5 separate regions of the Mus musculus genome follow, and regions 1, 2, 4 and 5 are each linked to region 3. Evidence: chromatin contacts called from public Hi-C and promoter capture Hi-C data. All regions are on one chromosome and are shown on one strand. Each heading gives the region's core, a stretch centred on a gene start, on an enhancer-like site or on the middle of the called end of the contact. The rest is flanking DNA. Distances are from core to core; before and after follow the strand shown.

The links. Promoter capture Hi-C pulls out the DNA fragments that hold promoters and counts their contacts. Hi-C and Micro-C count contacts between places; a contact is called where the count stands out from the background.
Region 1: a contact with region 3 is called in a promoter capture Hi-C map of pre-B cells, with 9 times the contacts expected there. The contact joins the promoter of Ttc14 here to the promoter of Rpl22l1 in region 3. A contact is called at or near these places in 1 of 39 promoter capture datasets (pre-B cells) and 1 of 484 Hi-C or Micro-C datasets (pre-B cells).
Region 2: a Hi-C map of muscle stem cells shows a contact between it and region 3, with 3 times the contacts expected there. The contact joins the promoter of Mfn1 here to the promoter of Rpl22l1 in region 3. A contact is called at or near these places in 1 of 39 promoter capture datasets (pre-B cells) and 1 of 484 Hi-C or Micro-C datasets (muscle stem cells).
Region 4: a contact with region 3 is called in a promoter capture Hi-C map of liver, with 3 times the contacts expected there. The contact joins the promoter of Zfp639 here to the promoter of Rpl22l1 in region 3. A contact is called at or near these places in 2 of 39 promoter capture datasets (liver and pre-B cells) and 1 of 484 Hi-C or Micro-C datasets (CD8 T cells).
Region 5: a contact with region 3 is called in a promoter capture Hi-C map of pre-B cells. The contact joins the promoter of Ndufb5 here to the promoter of Rpl22l1 in region 3. A contact is called at or near these places in 1 of 39 promoter capture datasets (pre-B cells) and 1 of 484 Hi-C or Micro-C datasets (CD4 T cells).

What each region holds. Positions count from the first base shown.
Region 1 is chr3:33,798,745-33,801,444 of GRCm38.p6, reverse strand. It overlaps Ttc14 (tetratricopeptide repeat domain 14), which reads right to left and starts at 1,262. Exons shown (of 12, transcript NM_027619.4): 1 at 1,009-1,262; 2 at 365-489; 3 at 55-254. The coding sequence starts at 1,166.
Region 2 is chr3:32,528,127-32,530,826 of GRCm38.p6, reverse strand. Mfn1 (mitofusin 1) reads right to left here and starts at 1,345. Exons shown (of 18, transcript NM_024200.4): 1 at 1,132-1,345.
Region 3 is chr3:28,804,252-28,806,951 of GRCm38.p6, reverse strand. Rpl22l1 (ribosomal protein L22 like 1) reads right to left here and starts at 1,444. Exons shown (of 4, transcript NM_001347226.2): 1 at 1,409-1,444; 2 at 360-449; 3 at 94-215. The coding sequence starts at 1,417. It overlaps Gm32950 (predicted gene, 32950), which reads left to right and starts at 1,601. Exons shown (of 3, transcript NR_166194.1): 1 at 1,601-1,690.
Region 4 is chr3:32,509,190-32,511,889 of GRCm38.p6, reverse strand. It overlaps Zfp639 (zinc finger protein 639), which reads right to left and starts at 1,298. Exons shown (of 7, transcript NM_144519.4): 1 at 1,158-1,298.
Region 5 is chr3:32,735,672-32,738,371 of GRCm38.p6, reverse strand. It overlaps Ndufb5 (NADH:ubiquinone oxidoreductase subunit B5), which reads right to left and starts at 1,309. Exons shown (of 6, transcript NM_025316.2): 1 at 1,167-1,309. The coding sequence starts at 1,290. Mrpl47 (mitochondrial ribosomal protein L47) reads left to right here and starts at 1,617. Exons shown (of 7, transcript NM_029017.2): 1 at 1,617-1,730. The coding sequence starts at 1,633.

The sequences.
Region 1 (2,700 bases), core at 13-2,512, 5.0 Mb before region 3:
ACAGACTTGGATAAGCACATAATTTTTGCATGGGATGAGTGTAGAGTGACTTACTGTGATTTCTAAGTGCGAAATATCTCTCACGATGCCACTTCCTAAACAGATCAACACCATGAAAAAACCAAACTCCCGAATAGAGCTAATTCTTCCAATCACTATATCACCACGTTCAATATCTCGGAAGAAGAGCTCTCTCCGGTCCATGCTTGGCATCTCCATGAACTGCTCTAAGGGTGGCATGACCGCATAAAGATCTGGAATAAAATAAAACCAAATCACCACGATCATTCTGACTTCCTTCTCCTTTGATAAAATGCTTTAAACTAACCAGTAAATCTTGAAAAGCTTCTCAGACTAAACTTACTGTCATTGTCGTCATGCACTTCAGAGGGTGGAGATGCGTCTGATTTCCAAGACAGTGCAAAAAGCAGATCCGCTTTTTTAGAGATGAATTTTTGTATTTCAATGTTGTCAACTCTCTTCTCTTTCCTTAAAAGAAAGGTGACTATATACATGTACATATATATATATATATATATATATATATATATATATATTTTTTTTTTTTTTTTTCACTGATCCACGCTCTCATACATCCAAACTCGTGTACGGCAGTTTTCATCACCCAACCCTGCTTAGTGTCTCCAGGGGAAGTTTTATTTATTTTAGCTTTTCAGTATGCATTTATTTAGTGCTGTGATGTGGCGTCCATGTGCCACCGTGTGCAACTGGGGGATCATAGGACAAGGCTGGGATTGGTTCTCGCCTACCCTTGCGAAGCCTGGGAATCGGTCAGGTCAGGCCGCTCGATGGAAAGTGACTTTACCCACTGAGTTCCGGAAGAAGTTTTAAGCCCGTTCTCTCTGGAAACGGGAGCAGGGAAGCTTTGGCGGCGGCTCGGAAGGCGCATCCCGGCCATTCAGCCCGGAGCCAGTGCCTGGTCACACACCCCGGGGCTCGGTCCCTCCTGTCCGCCCCGCGCCCCGGCCCGGGTCACGGCCCCGATACCTGCCGGCTCCCGGAGGAGGCGCCGCGCCGCGGGCTGGCTCGGCCGCCGTGCCCAGCAGGCTCCGGAAGTGCGGGTTGTCCTGCTGTTCACTCCGCAGCAGCGACAGCAGGGCCGGGCCGTGGCAGCCCAGCGACTGCCGCAGCAAGTCGCGGTCCATGGCGAGCCCGCCAGGCTCCGGCGTCCGAGCCCGCGCTCCCGCAAGCCGAGGGAAGCTGCCCGGACGCGCTAACCTCCCGGAAGCGCTCGCGGCGGCGAGCTGCCTCAGTCTCGCGAGACCTGGCGGGACTACGGGAACCCGCAGGAAGCGCGAAGCGGGTCTGGCGCCGAGGGCGGAGTAAGGCTGGAGGTGTGACGTGTGGGGACGCCTGAGCTTAGCACGTACGTCGGGCTGTGTGGTTCCTAGGTCGCCAAGGCCAGAGCTCCGGTCTCTTTTTCACCGGGTGCTGCCGAGTTCAGCGGTGCAAGGGTGGCTGGGCGGCCGCGGAGGAAGTTTCCTCAGTCCTGTCTGCCCGGGGCGGCGCCCGCGTCCCCTCAGGATTGCCTCAAGGTGGCGGTCGCAGGAAAGCTGCCTGCTAGACCGACGTGGGGCAGACAGACAAGGACCTACAGTTGACTTGGCGGCGGCTGGAGGCGTGTCCACCTTGTTTCTCGCTGCCTTTTAGAGGGATGTGGCTGTCACCAGCCCGGAGAGCTTTAAAGCGCAGCGCGCATGCTCTGTTCTGGCGTGGCTTTGTAGGAGTTTTAGGATAAGCTGCCTACTACTAGGGTGATATCTGTGGGCTGCCTGGTACACACTGGTACCGAGTGCTTTAGGTGGCTTACTTAAAACTGGCCAGCGTTTGCTGGCTACACTTCAGTGCTAGCTCTACACCGAGTGTAACCCATAACCCCACACAACTTTGTTCTACACCTGGGCACCACACCCATACCATCAGGGCTTTTGTTTGTTTGTTTGTTTTTTGTTTGTTTTTTTGTTTGTTTTGTTTGTTTGTTTGTTTTCCAGTTACAGGGGTTTCGAATTCATTTTCTTTCGTGACAAATACGTGATTTTTGAAAGGGACAGGACACTGGATAGTTGACCAGACCAGAGGGGGTACAATGGAAAGTGAGGGAGTTGGTTAGTGCTTGGGTTTTCAGCATGCTAGCCAAGGATTCTCTCTACCACTGAGCTACAACCCCACCTACATTTTTTTTAACTTAAAAACTCTCCAAGAAACTTTAAAGAAATATGAATAGTTTAATGAACTGTTGGGAGGGGGTGGTACAGGGTACGAAAATGGTGAAGGAAATGAAGAAAGCAGAATATTCCAAACAGATTTTCACTGCTTGGTTTCTAACCCTACTTTTACTGTGATTTCAAATTTCATCTTAAAAGTAAACACATAAGCCGGGCGTGGTGGTGCACGCCTTTAATCCCAGCACTTGGGAGGCAGAGGCAGGTGGATTTCTGAGTTCCAGGCCAGCCTGGTCTACAGAGTGAGTTCCAGGATAGCCAGGGCTACACGGAGAAACCCTGTCTCGAAAAACCAACCAACCAACCAAACAAACAAACAAAAACCAAAAAACAAACAAAAAATAGTAAACACATATGTATATCCTGTAACAAACACTAGACTCTAAAGATGAAAATACGCCCTGGCTCGGAGTGACTCTGTTTGTTTGTGGAAGACAGATAAGAATAAAGGCATAAA
Region 2 (2,700 bases), core at 96-2,595, 3.7 Mb before region 3:
GAAGAAGAAGAAGAAGAAGAAGAAGAAGAAGAAAGAAGAAATGAAATGTGCATGCCTCCAGGGCTAGGCAGATGTCTCAGTGCTTTAAAACACTTGTTGCTCTTCAGAAGGACTTAAATTGGTAGCTCACAACCACCTGTAACTCCAGTTCCAGGGGATCTTATGCCCTATTCTGACCTCAAGGGCACTGCGCAGAAACTGTGGTGAAACATGCATCCGTATATGGAAGAAAAACATACACATTAAAAAATCTAAAAACAGAGCAAACATTTAAAATCATGCTTAGTCTGATACCTGCTAGTTCATGCCTCAATTTCCTAATAGCAAAAAATTAACCTGGCCAAATAGATAAAATACTTTTTAGTATTATTTATTTATTTACAGAAACCATGTTAGTCAGAAACCAAAGATTACTCTCGAGTGATCTCCCATTAAAAAAAGAGAAATTTGCCTCCTGTCATGTTACCTGTAATTCAGTTACTCAGGAGTGTCACACAGGAAAAGCTGAAAATTCAAGTCTACAAGAGGCAACAGAGTGAGATCAAGGCTTGCCTGGGTCTCTCAGTGACACTCAGTTTAGAAACCGGTTTAGGGATACAATGGCATTTGCCTAGCATGGGAGACCTGGGAGGGGCTCAATCTTCAATCCTGGAAGAGTAGATATGTAAATAAATGTAAAATCGGTAAAAGCTAGTAACAAAAATCTTGGTTGTAATCCCTAATTTATTTTCCTCGAGTGAAGATGAAACTAGTTTAGCTAAACTAAGTTTCCCAGTTAGCGAAGAAAATAAAAGAATGCCCAAGTCTTAATGCAGTACAGACACCAAGAAGGTAGCAGCTTTCGTCACAATTACGGAGTCAAGACTTAAAGAAGGCATGAAGGAAGGCTTCAAGCCAAAGTCCCCAAACTTAAAGGAATGTTGAATTTAAAGTAAAAGACGTTCTACCTGGAAGCTCCTATGAAAAGCCACCAAAGACAAGCACACGCTAACGCTGGTGTGCGTGAAAAGAAGCGCCGTGGCCACCAGGAGGGTGGCTCCCTCCGGAATCCTGAACTGACGGCGCGGAGGAGGTGCGTGGGGAGAGGAAGCCGCGTGGGCCGAGAGCCTGCCCAGCCGGGTGGATTCCTACCTGGACAGGGCCTTCCCTCAGGCTGGCCGCCCGTCGCCCTTGCCCGGCCCGCCGCCCCGGCCCGTCAGGGCGCTCGCGCTGCGCCGGTCCGGAGCTCGAAGGTCACCCCGGACGTCGCCACCCGCCAGCGGACACTCACTCCGTCCCTGCTCCCCACTGTCACCCAGCAACCACAGCTCCGCCACAGCCCCCTGGCTGTCTCATCCTCCCGAAAGAGGGGAGGTGCCCAGAGGAGGGGCTAGGGGCGGCTACTTCCGGCGCTTCGGATCTCCTATTGGCTGACGCTTCGAGACCAGAACTGCATATATTGCGGGCGCCATTTTCCTTCAGGGCTGAAGGCGAGGTTTGTTTTGGGCAGGAGTTCTTATTAACCACTGGGCTGTTTTCTGTTCCACCTTCCAACTCCTCCCCTTGGTTTTTCCCTTCAGAGTTTTCAAAGCTCAAAGGCGCCAAGTGTGAAAAGATGTCCATGGTTATCTGAGGGTGTAGGGGGAGAAGTACCCCAAAACCACATAGATGTTTATCATGCGGGGGGGGGGGGGGGGGTCGTCAAAACTTTGACTTTTCCAATTGCTCTGGTCTTGATTGGTTTTCTGGGGTTACTGGAGTGAGCTGTGTGTGTCTACTTACTGTAAGAGGTATTACTCAAGAAAATTAATTGTTCATGATTTAAACTTTGTTAGGAATCACCTGGGAATCTTGTTAAACCATTGATTGATTGATCGAGGGTGAAGCCCAAGGACTCTACATGTTCCACCTTCCAAGAGAGGTTTCACAGCATGTGTCCTGAGAGGTTCTTTACAGAGTTAGCAAATGAGATGCTTTTGCCAGGGAAGCCCCTTTATCCATATGAATGGCAGCTACCTCATCTATAAAATACTAAAAATGCCTACTTCATGAATTGTGGGAAAGTAAATGGGTTAGGGTGTAAAGTGCTTAAAACATTGATGGGCACCTGCAAAAGTTGGATAAATAAAAATAAAAGTTGGATAAAAAAGTTGGATAAATACAGTGAATGAGATCATTTCAGACTATGACTGCTATTATGGGGGGGGGGGGAGATCAGGACAAGAGGATAGAGTGAAGAAAAATGAGCAAGGTGGAGCCAAAGAGGTATGTGTTTTCTGAAAGGATGTCATTTCTCAGGTCATTTCAGGACTGTTACTGGGAATATCTGGAGAAAAACTGTCCAAGACACATAGGAAGGACAGTGCTAAAATGGATGAGTTAAAAAAACAAGCATGAGCTGGGCGTGGTGGCACACACCTTTAATCCCAGCACTCGAGAGGCAGAGACAGGCAGATTTCTGAGTTTGAGGCCAGCCTGATCTACAAAGTGAGTTCCAAGACAACCAGAGCTATACAGAGAAACCCTGTCTCCAAAAAAAACAAACAAACAAACAAACAACAACAAAAAACAAAACAAAACAAAACAACAACAAAAAGAACTCACAAACCCGCTGTCACAGCCTCCCAAGTGCTAGAATTCAGATCTGTGCTCTCACTCTGCCTAAATTTGAAGATTTTTGTTTTGGGTTGTTTTTTGGAGACAGTGTCATTTTATATAGAC
Region 3 (2,700 bases), core at 195-2,694:
CATATGCAAACACCTTTAAACAGACTAACAGCCATTTTCGCAGACTAATGCCTACGAGACATCCCACCACAACGTAAAAACAGAAGAACAGACCTTTTGGAGAACTGTTTCTCAGAAACAACTGTGATTTTATTCTTCAGGCGTTCAATGTGAACAACATTGCCAAGATTTCCAGTTTTTCCATTGACTTTAACCTTCTCCCGTAGAAACTGTTCCTATTTTCAAACAGAAAGAATGCAAAACTAGGGAAGGAAACCCTAGATGGTCACTAGGGAAGGTACCCTAGGAGCACAGCTTAGGTTAATATCAAGTACTACATTTAAATGCCAACAACTATGCAATCACAGTAAGACACTTACAAAATTTCCAGAGTCAAAAATTCCATCTTCTACTGGATGAGTAAGGTCCAAATGAAACCTCCAGGTGGACTTCTTAGGCTTCTTGTCTTTCTGCTAGACATAATTATGATGCCATTAAAGCAGTTTATTCAGCTTAGACACTGAATTCCCAAGAAAAAAATTACCAACTCAGCATACATCTGGTATAATGGGTTATACACAGACTTGACCAACACCTGAAGGAGCCTGTGCTCTATGTAAAGGTTACTCATTAGCTTGGTTTAAACCAATGTTTCAATTCCCATGAAACGTCATCATTTCCAGTTAAGTACCTTCCAAGTGTAAGCTTATTTTAGTAGAGAAATCTTGCTTGATTATGAAGAACTGCTTCCTACTGTAACTGATGTTATTTCCAATTTCAAATTAAAACACCCACCTGGGTGCTTTTCAAGTTTTATCTGAACTTAAAACACCATTTTTAGGGTAATGGGTCTCTTTATGCTTTATTGTAATTGGTCCAAACAGAGTCACCTAAATGGCTACCAATTAATAATACCTTCACCACCCTCCAATTATCGCAAACCCGGAACTGGCATTTGAGTGAATGACGGGGTGGACTCGCTCACTGCCGTGCAGTGAACAGGCAGTCCCGATGGGGCCATCAGACGTCACTCAGTTTTGAATCCTTACTCAGCAACCTTATTTTTAACAATTTTGGTTATAGTGACTTTCCAAATGTTTAAACCACGCTCTTCAAACTGCTAACGTCATTGCAACCGCGGACCTGGCCACTTAGGCTCTCTTCCGTTGACAGGGTGACCACAGGCCATGGAGAAACCCAGAGGCCCAGAGACCGACCGCGCCCGCCGATACTAAGCTAGTCGCGGGCCCGGCTCCCGCCGCGCAGGCCGCACGGCACTCACGGACGGCTCCGCAACCCGGATTCTATCGTCCCAGTCGAGCCGCCAGGCCGACTCTCTTCCCACCGCCTTCTCTCCTGCGGCGCTCCCGCTCGCTAGACGCAATAGCTACCTGTAATACCCGAGCCCCGCACACGCGCGCGCACTCACCGGCGCCATGTTGAGCTGCAGCCGTGGGAAGAGAACGGGCTTGCGCCGCACGCACGCTTTTATATAAAAACGTGCTGCGTCATACGCAGAGCGTGCGAAATACGCAACTCGGAACCGGATATGCACGGAGTGCTTGGCAGTCACCTAGGAAACGGAGGCGTGGCGTTGGGGGGCGGGGATGCCCTGGCGTTTGGTTTCCGCCTGCGTCTTCGAGTGGGAAGCCGGAGCCGACTGATTCTCTGCTCTGGCTGTGGACTTTGCAAACTTACAAACCAGAGTGGAGTAAGTTCAAGGGATGCAGGAGTTATCTGTTATAATTCAGGGCAAGGCAGACTCTCAATGTTGCTTTATGATCGTCTCTATTATGTTGCGATTATAGTCCTCCAGAGAAAAAGTTCTATGCTTTGCCTAGCTTTTAAGGTAGAGGATGTCCTTCTGAGAAGAACAAGTTGAGTACACTTTGGGTTTATTGGATAGGCATAATTTATTGTACTTTCTACTTACTGACTCACAATCTGCTGAAACCTAACTATCAATGTTTACAAAGTACACTAGGATGGACGTACCTTGATGACAGAAAGTAAAAAAGCATTTGAATTTTGAGCGGTTGTAATTGACGCCAGGTCAGAAAAGTGGTGAGGCTGTTGGTGTTCAGTAGTATACGTTTCTGTTAGTGTGAAACTCTAGTATTTAGGGACAGGAGATGGGATGGACTTTAGTTGTTGATTTGGAAAAGGCCCTAGAATGTAAGAGTTGTGTTCTATCCAAGCGATCGGTAATAGGCGTTAATACAGTGTAGGGTATGGTGCTAGTGGTGCTGAGGTTTTAGAAGAAATCAATTTCATTAAATTTTAAAATCTTTTTGCCTTAAGAATCACAAAAACTTTTCGTTCCAAATGTTCAGGCAGGGGCCAGGGTTGACATTTCTTCCTAAAGGGCTTCCTGTTCTGCAGATCAAAATGATCATTAGATATTTTGAAAATAGGCCATTAATTGACATTTAAAATTTTTGTTTTGCTTATCTTTGGCAACTTTCTGTGTCATAACAATAACCACTTAAGCCAATTATTTAAAGGAGATGAGAGACTCCCAGGACTCAAAGGGAGGAACCTTAGATGAAACACCCTACAGTAGGGAGAGGAACTTTTAGAGCCCACCTCCAGCAGGAATACAGGACAACAAGTGAGGGATGGGGTTGCCATCCCACAGTCACACCTCTGACCCATAATTGTTCCTGTCTGAAAGAATTACCTGGATGGAAATGGAGAGGAGCCTGAGGAAAAGAAGGTCCA
Region 4 (2,700 bases), core at 49-2,548, 3.7 Mb before region 3:
CACTTTTTGAGATAACATTGAAGACAGAAAAAAAAATCCCATTTTAAAAAGGCCCAACTGCCCTCTTCCACATCAACAGCAGAGCTCAGTGGCTCACAGCTGACATCCCAGCACTCAGGAGGCTGAGGCAAGATTACACATAAAGTCTCTTGTGTCCTAAAAACAAAACAAACACATCACCCACACAGAGGCATCTTGGCACCTGGAACCTTCACAACACTTAATAGTGCTTCCCATAGACAAACCTTTTCAAAGGTTTCTCATGAAACCTCGGATGTCTTCACACAATGCCTAGACACTTTTTTTGTTTGTTTTTTTCGAGACAGAGTTTCTCTGTGTAGCCCAGCTGTCCTGGAACTCACTCTGTAGATCAGGCTGGCCTTGAACTCAGAAATCCGTCTGCCTCTGCCTCCCAAGTGCTGGGTTTAAAGGTGTGCGCCACCACTGCCCCGCACCAAGACATATTTTTAAAAGGCTGTTTTCGCGCGCATGTGTAGTCCGAGATGGTGTCTGATCTGGAGGCAATCATGAACCTACTCCAACTGGGTGTTCTCTCCAGCACCCAGCACCGAATTTTTTGAGACTGGGTCGTTGCGTTTTGAAGACGTTTATAACACTTTATTTTTTCACCTCCATTAAAACAAACAAACAAAAAATATTTCCAGGGCTCAGAAGGCGCTTACAGCTAAGCCAGACGACCTGGGTGTCTTCCCTGGAACCCGCAAGGTGGGAAGAACAGCCTCTTGGAAAGTTGTCCTCTGACCTCTACACTTGCGCCATGGCACACGTGCGCATGCATACACGCAATAAGCACGTACATTTTCAAACAGAAAGAGAATTTTCCCGTTCTAATTGAAGCCCGGCGTGGTGGCACACGCCTTTCCGGCTAGCCTAGGCTACACAAGTCCCTGTCACAGATTACAGGAATTCGAAGAGCGCTGGTCTGATTGGCCTCTCCTGGGAGCCTCTGTCCGTGAGGACTCAGGGCCGGGTCCCCGCTGGACTCCAGCGTCTCCCGCGGGAGCAGCCTCCTGCAGGCCGGCATAGGCCCCCCCGCCGCCGAGTCCACCCGAGCGGCCGACACGCACCGGGCCGGGCAGGCCCCGCTCGCCCCGCGGCCCTCGCTTGGCACGCAGGCCCCGGAGGCCGGCCCTCACCTCACGTAGCAGCGCAGCTCCGGCGAGACACGCCCGGATGATGGGACGGAGGGGGCTGCCGGGCCACCGCCCGCGCCCTGCCCAGCCGCCCGCGCCCTCCCCGGCCCTGCCCTTCCCTGCCCGCCAGGCCCAGCAGCACTCACCCCGTCACCCCGCGCATGCGCCACAGCGGGCCGCGAGAGTAAAGATGGGGGACGGGGGGCGGGAACCCTAAGGATGAGGGCGTGGCCTGAGCATGGAGGGGGCGTGGCTTCATGCTAAGGGCGGGGCCTAACAGCAGGACAAGGAGAGACTAGCAGTGCTGTCTAGCGTCCCCTACGGGCACATCCGGGCCGTGCCACCTTCCCCCCTGAGGTCAGCGCTGTCCCACTCATCGGTTTCCTGGAAGGCCGCAGTGATCGATCCTCAGGGTCTTCAGGATCATTAGTGTTTCACGCATGGTGGTTGTCCTCAAATCCCAACATCCGGGCTAGATAAGTCCAGGGCCGAGAAAAAACGCGATGTGACTCGAGATGGGTCCTCAGACCACACCCTGGGTTCTTGAAGTCTTGGGAGATTGGAGGTGGAGTTAGAGAAGGGAGAGCTGAAAAAATGGCTCCCCCCAGTTAAGAGAGTTTTATTTCTCTTCTAGAGAAAGCATGCACATGATAGTTCACAAACGCCTTTACTGTAACTCAACAGCAAGGGATGTGAAGCCTCCGCAGGCATACACACCTCCCCATCCCCCCACCTAAATACAAAAATAAATAAATCCTAAAAAGAAGACCTGATGGAGTGAACCGAGGTTATCACAAAGGATTGCATTCTGTCATTTAAATCCTTTTCGTACCTTGACCGTCAATAAGCAAAGGATTAAATTAGATGAGCATAAATAACTGTGAACATTGTTTTTGAATTATCCCTCGGGCTGACAGTAGATTTCGGTGGTTGTCTGTGCTTGGCAGGGTGAGTGCTGAGGTGTGAGCCCTCAGCGTTACAAGCAACAGTCCAGAGTGCGGCTGTGTGTTTTCTTTCTCGCTCCTCCTTCAGTGTTAAGAATGGAGTCCAGGGGCTGGAGAGATGGCTCAGCTGTTAAGAAAACTGGCTCTTCCACTAGGGGATTCAGGTTTTATTCCCAACACCCACAATGAGGTTCACGTCTGAGCTCACGTGTAAATCCAGTTCTAGGTCGCCTGAAGCCTTCTGGCTTCCATGGGCGCCAGGAACACAAGTGGTGCACAGACATACATTCAGGCAAAACACTCATACAGATAAAAATAAAATATATATATTTTAAAACATTTTTAAATATAATCCTAGCTCTCATCCACTGAGCTGCCCCACCCCAACCCCCTAATCTGGGTGAGAGTTAAAGAGGTTTCAGTACAATTTGTGAGTGTTTCTCGGTTTTGTAACTAAAGCCCTTAAGGTTCAACTAATTGTACGTGAATAGCTAAATCGAGTGGGGTAACTTATATCCAAAGTCACTTGCAAAGTCCCAGCCACGGTTCGTGTGTCTCACCAGCCCAGCGCCCTGTTCTTGCTGTCAATCACCTGGTATTCA
Region 5 (2,700 bases), core at 60-2,559, 3.9 Mb before region 3:
GTTCAAGGGATCTCTACTTGTGTATCTGAGGATATTTACAATAAAAAAGTGATGTCAAAAGGATATGACCAAGAAGTGTCAGCACATGGAGTCTGCCTTCAGTGTAAATTCCTGCTGGGTATTTTAAATGCACTGATCCTTTCCAGCATGTTCCAGAAGGTCCCTATGCATACTGCCTCAATATAATAGGCTTTAGGGCAATTTGTGTGTGTGTCTTTCTCTATATTAGACAAGGCAAATTGTATATCTCTAACCAAGGCCCTCTCTATGACTGTCCTGAGACCTGAGCTCTTTACCCCTCTTAGGCTCCTTTCTAAGAGAACAGTGGTTCTCAACCTTCCTAATGCTGCAACCCTTTAATGCAGTTCTTTGTGTTGTGACCTCCAACTATAAAATTATTTTCACTGCTACTCCATAACTGTAATCTTGCTACTGTTATGGGTCACAATGTGAACATCTGTGTTTTCCTACGGTCTTAGGTGACCCCTATGAAGGGGTCGCGACCCGCAGGTCATATGAAAAGCATGACTGCATTAACATACAGCAGATACAATCTGGGCTGAACCCAACTTTACACATTCACTCGCACTAGTCTTTTAAAAAAAAAAACAAACATAAAATATTTTCGTGGCCTTCTATGATGTTGTGAGGTCCACGGACACAGTTATTACCGTGCCTAACGGGCCTGTCACCTGGAGCCTTTTTACACTCGTGCCTAGGAACACCATGACAGCCTTCACTTCAGTGCGCTTCTCAGCAACTTCCTATCTGCGGGTTGGAACCAGCTGCAGGTGCCACGCACCCTGATTCTGCCCTGAGCCCAGCGACGCAGTGCAAGCCTGCAATCCCAGCCCTCGGGAGCCGGGACAAGTGCAGCCTCGGATCCCCGAGACCCTGTCTCAACAACGAAGTGTGTGCAGTTGCCCTTGGAGACGCGGGCAGCAGCTCCATGCCTGCCTAGCCTGGCAGCGAGGGAGCAGCGCCCAGCATGGCGTGGCAAGGCGCTTCGCAAACGCTGAGCTTAAACAAGGCCATCCGATCTGCAGCAGCTCTTCACACGAGAGCCCCAGGCCGACTTTGTCCCCGCTCTCTCCCTCGGAGGTCCCCAAGGTCACCTGGAAACAGCCCTCCCACCTCTCACCCGCGTCTCCGAGGCCGCCACCCACCGACAGTCTTCGGAAAGCTCCGCGTGAGAAAACTTCCGACTCCGAGTCTAGGACCAGCGCGGCGGCAAGACAGCGCTGTCAGCGCGGAGACCGAAGCCCGCTGCAGCAGGCTCATGGCCGCCATGGCTACACCGGCCACGGAAGGAAGTGGGGAGGGCTAAGGGAGCCGGGAGGGACAATCCACCAGTGAGGGCGAACGCTAGAGGAGGCCATATTGAGTGAGGGCAGCGGCCCGTTCCTGCGAGCTTCACAGGCAGGCGCTGGCGGACAAAAGTGACGACATTGTAGGTGGGGCGCCCAAAGAGAGCCCTGTAAACTCTATGGCAGACTTGGGAGATTGAAGCGAGAGCCGTGGGAGCGGCCATGTTTAGTAAGGGCAAAGCCTGTTCCTGTTTGCTTCACTTGCCTCACGCCGCCAGCGGAAGTGACCTCGTGGACACCGACACTGTGGGTCTCCATTAGAAACATGGCTGCGACCAGTCTAGTGGGTATTTGTAGAAGAGCCTCAGCGTTCCTGAAGGCAGCTTGTTCCCTAGTAAATCCCAAGGACGCTGCTCACTCGGGGTAAGTGGTGAGAGAAGAAATGACTGCCTCCGCCTTTGGGCGCTTCTTGCAGGATGCAACAGAGCTCTAGACAGGCCACCGCGGAGGCAGAGAGCGTGACCTTGCAGTCGCCTATCCTGGCGCACTAGTCCTCCTGCGTTCTGTCGCCGCGGGCGGTGGGAGCATCCGCTGCTCGGTGCTTCCTCGGACTCGCAGTGTCCTGGGGCTGGGTCGGTTGGGAGGGAGGTTTCCGAGGAGTCCTGAGCTGTGAACGGAAGGCTTCCCTCGGCGTCTTTGTACACAGATTGTCCGGCAGATGTTAAGTGATGAGCGTAGCTACGGCAACAGAAGCTGCGTCTGCGAGTGTGAGAATGACAGCTTACTCTTCACTGACACTTGCCAACAGGGAGCCGAGTTTTAGAAATAGTAGAGAGCAGATTAATTGAAGGAAGCAGTCTCTTCTATATTATTACACTAACTTTGCAAATTAGCTTTTTAAAACCTTGCAGAGTTGTAATTTGATCAGGGTGGCAAACTTGAATAAATGATTTCGTCTTCCATTATCTTGATCTGATGCCTTCCTTGACCTCTGACGGTATCAGGCACACACATGGTGCACATATATGCAGGGAAAACATTCAGATACATAAACCTTAAATTTGTTAATGAAATTATTTCAGTATGTGTGTGTGTGTGTGTGTGTGTGTGTGTTTTGTAAAAAATGAATACCTATCACTCAGAAAAGAGGCAAAATATTTTGAAGACAGTAAAACCAGTTATGCATTCATAGAACACATTGCCGTTTCTTTTTTAATGTTGCAGGTATACACTTGATTTTCCATCATTTCCCCAGGACAACAGAAACATTATTAGAGTAATAGTCAAAATATACCCTTAACCCATAGTAGCCAGTCATTGACAGTTGTCACATTTTTCAAGATCCCTGGATTTATGCTCTTTTTCTGCACTGTTGGACAGAGGTCAAAATTCA